2 separate regions of the Mus musculus genome follow, and region 2 is linked to region 1. The links are chromatin contacts, called in public HiChIP or PLAC-seq maps. All regions are on one chromosome and are shown on one strand. Each heading gives the region's core, a stretch centred on a gene start, on an enhancer-like site or on the middle of the called end of the contact. The rest is flanking DNA. Distances are from core to core; before and after follow the strand shown.

Region 1 (4,837 bases), core at 1,460-3,959:
CTCTCTCATTAGTCCGAAGAACTGTTTTTAAAATACTAATGGTTCGGGCTGGAGAGATGGCTCAGTGGTTAAGAGCACTGACTACTCTTCTGGAGGTCCTGAGTTCAAATCCCAGCACCCATATGGTGGCTCACAACCATCTGTAATGGGATCTGATGCCCTCTTCTGGTGTGTCTGAAGACAGCTACAGTGTACTTACATATGATAAATAAATACATCTAAAAAAAATATTTATGGTTCATCAGTAAATGTCTGACTTTATCTTTCATTTGTTTGGATTTAATCTCCCACACCGCAGGCTGGCCTCAAACTTGACAGCGGAGGATGACGTTTCCTTGTGCAGAAATTCTAGGTGTGCTACACCACACCAGGTTAACCTTTCATACACAGACTGATTTTACAGAGCTGGAGAACTGGGGTCCCGTGGGAAGGAGCTCCAAGTGAGAAGCACTAAGCAGCCTGCTCTAAACACTGTACAGTCCGCCTTCCTGCTTGTCCTCAGGCCTGAGGGTCATCTGCATAGGATCTAGACCTGGCCTGGGCCATCAGGTCACTCCCACCTACTCTGCCAGGGCACTTGTCCAGGAGTAGGCACCCCCAGGAGCCTCCCACAGGGATGCTCACCACCACACACAGTTGGGGCAGCATGGTGCTTCCTCTGAGGTAATGAATAATGCAGTGTCACCAGACAGAGGGCTGAGCTGCAATGAGAGCTGAGACAGCCAGCACACACCTTCCAAACCAGAGGCACAGAAACCAACTCCTCTCACCCACTCTGGCTCTCTGTGGTCTTAGCTCTACAAACCCAACTGGCCAGAGCTCTGGGCCAACAGCAAGGAAGCCACAGAGAACGGTAACATAGACCAGGTCTCAACTGCAGAGGCACGGCTCCCAGCCCTTCTCCGTTGCATGCATTCCCTGCATGGATTCCTCGGCCCATTCACGGCTAGTAGCGGGTTTCTGAACTAGGAGTGTTTGAGAACCTCTTGCCTATCCTTAGCCAAGCACCAAAGCCGCTAGCTTAGTGGTGGGAGGGTGTGGCGTCACAGACTGGCTCTGGTTTTATTGGTTCCCAGAGGTGTGACTCTCCAAGCGCACAAAGGCGCACAAAGTTCTGCTACCTCTCCAAAGGCTTGGAGAGGTAGCAGAACTTACCTTTGCAGGGCTGAGGACAATCCACACAGACCCTCCCACACAGCACACATTCTCTATGCATTAAATTACGGGTTAAGGAAATACAAATAAAGAGAACGGTGTATGCAATCTTAGTGGTTTGGGATTTCTAAGGGACCTTCTGGTAAACAATCCTCAGCCCAGCTCCCGATGCCCAGGAAGGCAAGATTTCCCCAGTGCCTGTCTTCTCTTTCTCTGAACTCCCTTGTCCCTTGCTAGCCACACTGACCCATAGGACATCCGGTGCAGAAGTAGTGAGCCTGTGAGCACACCTGATGACAGGGACCATTTTACTCTCCACCAGGGGGAAGAAAGGCTGGCTAGACATGGCGAAGGAGCTCCTCCTGAAATGTGATGCGCCAAGCCGGTCTTCTAAGGCTGCTCCTTGTCCTGCTCTGGTACTGGTGTACACTGTACATATGAGATCCTAAGAGGTGACACATAATCCTGGTCTTTACAACTGGCAGGGACAGAGAGAGTTCTTGCTGGGAGGACCTTCTTAGTACACAGCTGCACACATCACTGATCATTTCAGCAATGTCACAGGGTCAAACCCATGCTGGAGAGAGCACTTCAACTGGGCCTGTTGTGAACTATTCACCGGTAAAGCAGGCAGCGGGGGTGTCCACTGCAGAACGTCTCAGTGAGGGTGACAGGAATTGAGCAGGTGATGAGGCCTGTGCGGTATTTCCATCTCAGTCTGTCTTTAGCACTCCTGATACAATGAAGTCACTAAGACCAAAGGCAGTACATATAGTCTTTGCTCGGTTTGTCCTTTTTAGCCACGCCATTTCCCAGTTCGGTCTGACAGATATTTTATTCTTAGTTGTACATGACAACCAAGAAAAGCCAAAAAACTTTCAGACATTCATACAGCCAAGAATGCAACAATCTGAAGAAAGCAGACTTGCTGACATCTCAAGGCAACACCAGAGGTGGGGCACAAGGAGCAAGGGTGGGGAGCGGGGCTGGCTCAGTGAGCACAGAACTTCATATGCCAGAGTCACAAGATGCCTGAAGAGCAGTGGTGTTCACTCTGGTTTCGGGAAGAGCAGCCATTTCTGAGAAACCTCACTAGCAGGGCTCTTGTCCAAGAGCAAAAGCTTCTGTCTACACCAGTGGCTGAGGTCCACTCTTGCTCGGAAGTAAACGGATTTCAAACAGGACACACAAAGGCAACCAAGGGTGCTAAACAGCGGCCGCTGGGAAGGTGGCCAGCGATGTGACTTACTCATAGAAGCACACACAGGCTTGCCAGGCTGCAGACTGCTGTCCGTTCCTAATTATCCAGCCCAGCAGGAAGCAGATAGCTGTCTGTATGTTCTGACCCGACGTTTATCTGATGCCTGCTGTGGTAGGCACTGAGCCAGGGGCTGGGTTTTTTTGTTTTTTTTTTTTTTTTTTACAGACTTTAAGGCCATAAGACAGCAACACCAAGGCTCTTTTTCAGATGAGACGGGAACGAAGTATGTGACTGACTAACCACTGGGGTTTGTCATCCACCACAGAGGCCGACAGCTGCAAGGGTGCTTAGGCGTGCACACGTGTACTTCCCAGGACAGCGAGCTAACCATGAGAACCAGCTTTAAAGTCGGGGCCAGAGTTCAACATCTTTTTTTTTTTTTGGTTTTGTAGTCAATCCAGAATTCCTCAAAAAACTCCACAACAGGGATACAAATTTTCAACATATTTTATTGACTCAGGGGCCAAACATGGCAGCATTTGGTCAGTTATGAAAGGCACCTCATTGAGAAATACATCACAGTGTTGTCGGGCAATCCCAGTCCCAGGAGGTGAGGGGGACAATCCTTGGATGACTTAGCTTAAGACATTTTAGCTTTTCCCCCAACCCTTCCCTGTAGAGGACTGAAGCCGGGGCTTTACAGAGCCAGGCACACACACGCCACTGAGCTACACTCCTAGGCCTTGTTCAGTTATCTAAAAGGGTCCCGTGGATGAATGAAGGCAAGGTTTTAAGACTAGGGAGTGCTGAGTGGCTGAAGGCTTTGTCACTAGAGCAAGCAACTCTGAAGTCTTAAGTGTGGGATCTGTTTCCCCTTGCTCCCCACAATTCCAGGAGAGATGGTCTGCTGAGCGGCACCCATAACCTCACACCCCGTCTCTTCCATCCGCGCAGGTCAGTCTTCTCGCTTTATGGAGTGGGGAGCCCCCGGCAGTCAGCAGCCCCCTCCTCTGCACGGGATGCACAGGCCCAGCCTGACTGCTGTGCTCTGGGCCTGGGGATCCATGAGGTTCTTATGTAGAAGCTGAGGTCTCTTAGAGAGCATTAGCTTTGTGGTCCAGAGAAAAGCAGAGGCTGACTGCTTAAAAATAATACCATGTCTCCTTATCTGCACCAATGCACTCCAATCACAGTTTTTTTTTTTTTTTAAATTAATCTTTTCCCTTGCTTATACTTTAAAAATTCTCATCTATGTGTAAAAAAAAAAAACCTTACTAATTATAACACTGCCACTGTTCCAATCTTCTCTCGAGGAGCCCCTCCCCACCTCCCTCACCATCCATCCATCCTTCCTTCCCATGACCACCCTCTTCCCTCTGCCCAGCACCTAAGAGCAGGGATCCCACGGCGGGGAGATGAGCAGGGGTGCGGTCTCGCCTGGCCTTCTGTTACTAGGCTGAAATAGAGAGGAAACAACAAAGAACAAAATGGGTTTTTTAAAAAACAAACAAACAAACAAACATCAGGGAAGACTGGCATGCAACCAGACGCATCAAATCCTGGACATTCTCTGCCAGCTTTCTGAAAGCTCTCAGGCCTGCTGAGGCTACAACTCTGCAGTTAAAGCAAAAACACAATCCTGACCACCACCAGCGAGCAGGTTTTCCAGCTCTTACCTGAAGCCCAAATGTCACATGCCATTTGGTATATGTGCACACATGTGTGTGTGTAATATGTGTGTGTATATATGTGTATATACACATATATACACACACATATGTATATGGACAGGTGGCAAATGCCTGTGCAGAGATCAGTCACATTCAATCAGCAACTGCTCAGGGGCCTGGACTTAGAGGTCAAGCGTTTCCAGCTGCTCTAGGTCAGGAAAAGTCAACTGTGGGATGCAGAGCCACCCCTCCAGAGAAAGTCCCGCACAGAGCCAACCCTCTGCTCCAGAGCAAGTCCTGCCCAGGGCCACCCCTCCAGAGCAAGTCCTGCCCGGAGCCACCCCTCCAGAGAAAGAGCATGCATTCCTGCAGGCCCAGATGACAGTTTTGCTTTCATTCCTCTCCCTGTCCATTCCCAGCAGTCATGTGCTTTCCAGAAGCACACAAGGCCAGACTGGGTTTCGGTTAAGAGCAGACAGAATTAGCTTAAAGCCAGGGAAACAAGGCAGGGCAGTGGCAGCAGACACTTGGAGGCCAAAAGGGAAGCAGAGGGCCACGTACCCAGGAGCTTCCATGTGGAGACAAGCCCTCTGACAGATTCAGACAGTAGGAGAGCTCAGCCAGATGGGGACCAAGCACTTTAGAGTCAGTAGGAGGTTATGCTGCGGCAGGCGGCATTATTTACTGGCCACATCACTGACTTTCTAATGGCTTTTCCAGAGGCTGAAGGCTTTGAGGTCTCGTCACAGCAGCCCACTAATTTATCTGTTACAAAGCAACCAGAGACCAAAAGGCACAGAGCACAGACCAT
Region 2 (5,321 bases), core at 670-3,169, 240 kb before region 1:
GGCAGTGGTGGCACATGCTTTTAATCCTAGCACTTGGGAGGCAGAGGCAGGCAAATTTCTGAGTTCGAGGCCAGTCTGGCCTATAGAGTAAGTTCCAGGACAGCCAGGGCTATTCAGAGAAACCCTGTCTCAAAAAAACCAAAATAATAATAATAATAATAATAATAATAAATAAAATTAAATTAAAAATATGTTTATTTATTTTATGTAAGTACACTGTAGCTTCAGACACACCAGAAAAGGGAATCTGATCTCATTACGGATGGTTGTGGGCCACCATGTAGTTGCTGAGATTTGAACTCAGGACCTTTGGAAGAACAGTCAATGCTCTTGTTTGTTTGTTTATTTATTTATTTTGTTTTTCCAGACAGGGTTTTTTTGTATAACCCTAGCTGTCCTGGAACTCACTTTGTAGACCAGGCTGGCCTTGAACTCAGAAATCTGCCTCCCGAGTGCTTAGATTAAAGGCGGGTGCCACCATGCCCGGCTTTAGTCAGTGCTCTTAACCTCTGAGCCATCTCTCCATTCCAACCAAAAACTTTTTAATGATTTATTTTTATTTTATGTGCATTGGTATTTTGCCTGCATGTGCATCTGTGTGAGGGTGTCAGATCCCCTGGAACCGGAGTTACAATTTAACCTACCATGTGTGTGCTAGGAATTGAACCCAGGTCCTCTGGAAGAACAGTCAGATTTTTGAACTGCTGAGCCATCTCTTCAGCTCCCTGGCTTTCTTACACGGGAGCTGGGGATTTGAACTCACGTCTTCACTCTTGTGCAGCAAGTGCTTTACCTCAAGTCAGCTTCTTAGCCCTTCGGCATTTCTTCTGCCTTCCTTCCTTTTCTCCCTCACTCTCTTCCTTTCACCTCCCTTTTTCTGTTCTTCGTTACACTAGGCAAGCTCTCTACTCTGTAGCCCAAGTCTGGATGTTTTACACAATCATAGTTGTATAAAATAGGGATGAGACTACCAACCACACAGCTTGCTGGAAGAGTTTTAAAAAGATCTGACAGATAAACATCCTTTCATGCTGTCTGCTGAAAAACTGGCGCTCGCTCACTAAGGATTAGCCCTTTCCTTCCCTTCCTGGACCTGAGTTTTCACTTGTTAACTGTTTGCATCTTTGTGTCTGTGTTTGTATAATCAGCCCATGAATGTCTCTGTGTGATGTTTATGGGCTACTGAACATGTGAATGTATGTATTCAAGATTTATCAATGAATATCTATACATCTGGGGATGTGATGTGTGCGATTATGTCATCTGGGAGTGCCTGTGTCAGTAGATGGAGTGGGTGTGCTGGCAATGTGTGTGTGTGTGTGTGTGTGTGTGTGTGTGTGTGTGTGTGCATCCGAGTGTTTCAGAATGTTTCTGTTGTGTTTACACATGTTTAGATGTCTGTCTTAGCATATCATGTGTCTGGATGTGCCAGTCTGAATCACTTTGTATGTGGGTGTGTCCCACAGTGTTTATCTCCCACTGTGTTTGTCTAAGTCTCACTGTAGATGGAAGGCTGAGGAGGTCTCTGAGTATCCTCCTTGATCTCTCTCCCTGTGGTGATGGGCAGGAATCTTTGCTCCCAATAGCCCAGCTTAGAGAAAGCCATGTGGAGGTGTTGCCCTCCTAGCCTTGCCCTTGGGCACAGGGCCAGCAGTGGAGTGGTGTCAGCAAACACCTAGAGAGGGGCTCCTCCCACACTCCCTACAGGAAGCATTTCCAGCTGACAGCTGCTCACAGCCCTGTGTCCGAAAGTGCTGACCCCTGTCCATGGAGAGCAGAGAGCAGAGCCAAGCCGGTCTGCTCCGCAGTTCAGGAAATCCCTGCTCTCCCAGGCCGGGTCATCATCCATCTGCCTGAGCTTCGTGTGCTTCTCAGATAGTGTCAGACAGTTGGGGGAAACAAAGCCTATCTCCATGGCAACACGCCTCTGCCTTCCAACTTGGGCAGTTTGGTGGTTTCATGGGGCCCTAGTTGGGCCCAGCTCTGGGATGGGGGTGAGTGGAGGATGAGTTGAGAAGGCTTCTGTACATGAGCTGCACCCTCACACCGACATATCCAGACACTTCCAGCAGGGAAAAATGTCCAGACAAGGCAAGCTCCACGCTAAGGACACGAGCAATTAGCAATTTGGATGTGTGTGTGTGTGTGTGTGTGTAAGTGTGTGAGTGTGTGTGTGTTGAAAACAAGGTTGGCAACAAGCTCCTTTTGTGACACTTGGTTTCATTCAACCATTTGAGACCACACACACACACACACACACACACACACACACACACACACACGTGCACACTCAGTTTGTTTGGAGGACACCAAATTGACTTGGCAGGTAAAGGTGCTTGCTCTGAAGCCCGAGAGCCAGAGCTCCAAAACAAGAAGCCACAGAGGAAGGAGGGAACCAACTGACTCCCCGAAGTTGTCATCTATCATTCCACTCTGTGCTCCTCCACCTCAACACTAAATATGAAGAAATAAAATAAAATCAAGGGGGCTGGCGAGATGGCTCAGTGGGTAAGAGCACCGACTGTTCTTCCAAAGGTCCTGAGTTCAATTCCCAGCAACCACATGATAGCTCACAACCATCTATAGAATGGGATCCAATGTCTTCTTCTGGTGTGTCTGAAGACAGCTACAGTGTACTCATATACATTAAATGAACGAATAAATCTTAAAAAAAAAAGAAAAGAAAAAATACCTCGCTCTCCAGCCCGCCTTTCTTTTTTCCTTTTCTTTCTGTTTTACTTCCTTTTTAAAAAACTTTTTTTATTATTTCAGGCCCCACTTGCTCTGGCCCTGCTCCGGCCATATTTATTTCATATATGTGGGTACACTGTCACTGTCCCCTAACACAGCAGAAGACGGCATAGGATACCCATTACAGATGGTTGTGAGTCACCATGCAGCCACTGGGAACCAAACTTAGGACCTATGGAAGAGCGGCCAGTGCTCCCAACTGCTGAGCCATCTCTCCATCCCCTTCCTTCCTTCCTTTACAAACATCTTTTAATTTTAGGGGCTGGACAAATGGCTTAGTAGTTAAGAGCACTTGTTGCTCTTGCAGAAGACCCAGGTTCAGTTCCTAGCATTCACACGGTAAATTGCAGCCATCTGTAACTGTAGCTCCAGGATATCCCCTTGCCTATGCCTATGCCCTGAACAGCTACAACATCCAACATTTCTTTCAACTTTCCTGAGCACGAATGTGGTGCGTTACACACGTGCAAGCAGCAGAACACCCATGTCACAGGCTCAAGATAAATTTTATAAAATGTTTTATCTTTAATTGTGTGTGTGTGTGGCATGTGAGCACTAAGGCCAGTGACCTCAGAGGTCAGAAGGGGCATCGGAGCCTTCTGAAGCTAGAGTTCCAGGCAGTTGTGAAGCATCCAGTTTGGCTCTGGTCCCTGTGAGGACGATGCATATTCTTTTTTTTTTTTTTTCCGAGACAGGGTTTCTCTGTATAGCCCTGGCTGTCCTGGAACTCACTCTGTAGACCAAGCTGACCTCGAACTCTAAAATCTGCCTGCCTCTGCCTCCCAAGTGCTGGGATTAAAGGTGTGGGCCACCACGCCCGGTGCATATTCTTAACAGTACAAAAAAAAAAAAAAGATATTTTATGTATGTGAAGGAATGTGTGCTTTGTGGTCCCTGTCAGGGTCAGAAGAGAGTGTTTGGCTCCTTGGAACTGGAGTTACAGATGGTTATGAGTCACCATGTGGATGCTGGGAATCAAATTAAGGTCTTCTGAAAAAGCAAGTTGCAGAGTGTGGTGGCTCATGCCTTTTTAGCCTCAGAACAGGTCTCTCTCTCTCTCTCTCTCTCTCTCTCTCTCTCTTTTCTCTTTTTGAGAAAGTGTTTCTTTGTGTAGTTCTGGTTGTCCTGGAACTAGCTCTGTAGACCAGGCTGGCCCCGAACTCACAGAGATTCAAGTCCTATGTTACCACACCCAGCTTTAAACTTGGCTGGTCAGATGACAAGATTCTGGGCAGAACCCAGAATAAAGCTGACATTTCTACTGTTCCTGCTTGTCTCGGAGACTCAGCATTTCCTAATTACTGGCTAACACAAACTGTTGCGGAGATAAATTAAATACTGACACTCATTTAAAACCGTAACTACCACCTATAACTCATAGAGTGTGGGATCTTTAGGACATTAAAATGCCATTGCTGCCCCTGCTGACTCACAGTATGGCCAGCTGATATTATAAGGTGGTCTCTCCTCTTTCCCGACAGGGTGGTTCTGATTCAGCTGGCCTTGGGTTCCTGAGCTGCCTGCCTTTGTTCTCAAGGCCTGAGGATAGGATACAAGCATGTGTTACTACACCCAGACAAGGCTAGAAAGTCTAGGTTTTTTAAAGTGTGTGTGTGTGTGTGTGTGTGTGTTGCGCAGGCACATATGTACCCTGGCACCTCTGTGGAGGCCAAAGCACAGCCTCAAGTGTCATCCTTGCCCTTTACCTTGTCTGAGGCAGGGTCTCTTCTCCACCAATGCATCTTTGCCAAGGCTGTCTGGCTCAAGATCTTCTGTGGATTCCCCTGTCTCTATTGCCCTTTCTCTTGTAGCTTCCAGACTCTCTACACTGTATCTGGCTTCACGTGGGTTCTGGGGAATCCAGGCTCAGATCTGCATCCTTGTACAGGAGGCTCCTTACTCCCAGAACGAACTCCCTACCCCTAGCATTTTGATTTACTAAATAAAATTGATTCATATAGAGTATTTTTTAACCGATTTTATCCATCAGAAATGTGGGAGTAGGCTGATTGTGGAGGCAGGGGGACCACAAGTTTGAGGATAACCTGAGCTACACAATGAGACTATGTCTCCAAAAATAATAGGGGCTAGGCAAGGTGGGTCAGCAGGCCTGAGAAGTTCTGTCTCTACAACTCACAGTGTGAAAAGAAAAAACCAAGTTCTGAAAGTTGTATTCTGACCACACACGCTATGGTATGCATACTCCTGCACGCGCACACACACACACAATAAATAAATAAAATTAATTAAAAAGTAAGGAAGTCAGGTATGGTGGAACATGTTTGTGACTCCAGCATTCAGGAGGCTGAAGTGGGAGGATTGAGGGTAGCCTAGGATATAAAGTAAGTTCTAGGCTAGCCTGAGCTACAAAATCAAACAAAAAGCAAGAGCTGCGAGGGCTGGAGAGCTGGCTCAGTGTTGTTCTGGTAGAGAACCTGAGTTTACTTTCAAGAATTCACAAGGGACAGCTCACAACCCACACATTCACAAGGGACAGCTCACAACCCACACATGACTGTAGCTTCCAGGCATCGACACCCTCTCTGGGCTCCCTGGGCAGATGTACATAC

What was found. HiChIP or PLAC-seq counts read pairs in DNA pulled down with a chosen protein or histone mark.
Region 2: an HNF4G HiChIP or PLAC-seq map of pancreatic cancer cells shows a contact between it and region 1. The contact joins two enhancer-like sites. A contact is called at or near these places in 1 of 484 Hi-C or Micro-C datasets (spermatogonial stem cells), 1 of 115 datasets of contacts at active chromatin or transcription factors (pancreatic cancer cells) and 1 of 9 other capture datasets (pancreatic islet).

The regions. Positions count from the first base shown.
Region 1 is chr4:129,009,538-129,014,374 of GRCm38.p6, reverse strand. It overlaps Ak2 (adenylate kinase 2), which reads right to left. Exons shown (of 7, transcript NM_016895.4): 7 at 2,846-3,812. The coding sequence ends at 3,808. Among named protein-coding and RNA genes, the nearest start is that of Ak2, 19 kb to the right of the region's middle. Within about 2 kb of position 2,709, at least 125 of the 459 cell types and tissues checked have an H3K27ac peak or open chromatin away from gene starts, as enhancers often do. A contact at or near this core is called in pancreatic cancer cells, where this site is marked.
Region 2 is chr4:129,253,164-129,258,484 of GRCm38.p6, reverse strand. All of the region lies in intron 1 of Gm12976 (a long non-coding RNA gene), which reads right to left. It also overlaps a transcript of C77080 not described here. Among named protein-coding and RNA genes, the nearest start is that of C77080, 7.4 kb to the right of the region's middle. Within about 2 kb of position 1,919, at least 84 of the 459 cell types and tissues checked have an H3K27ac peak or open chromatin away from gene starts, as enhancers often do. A contact at or near this core is called in pancreatic cancer cells, where this site is marked.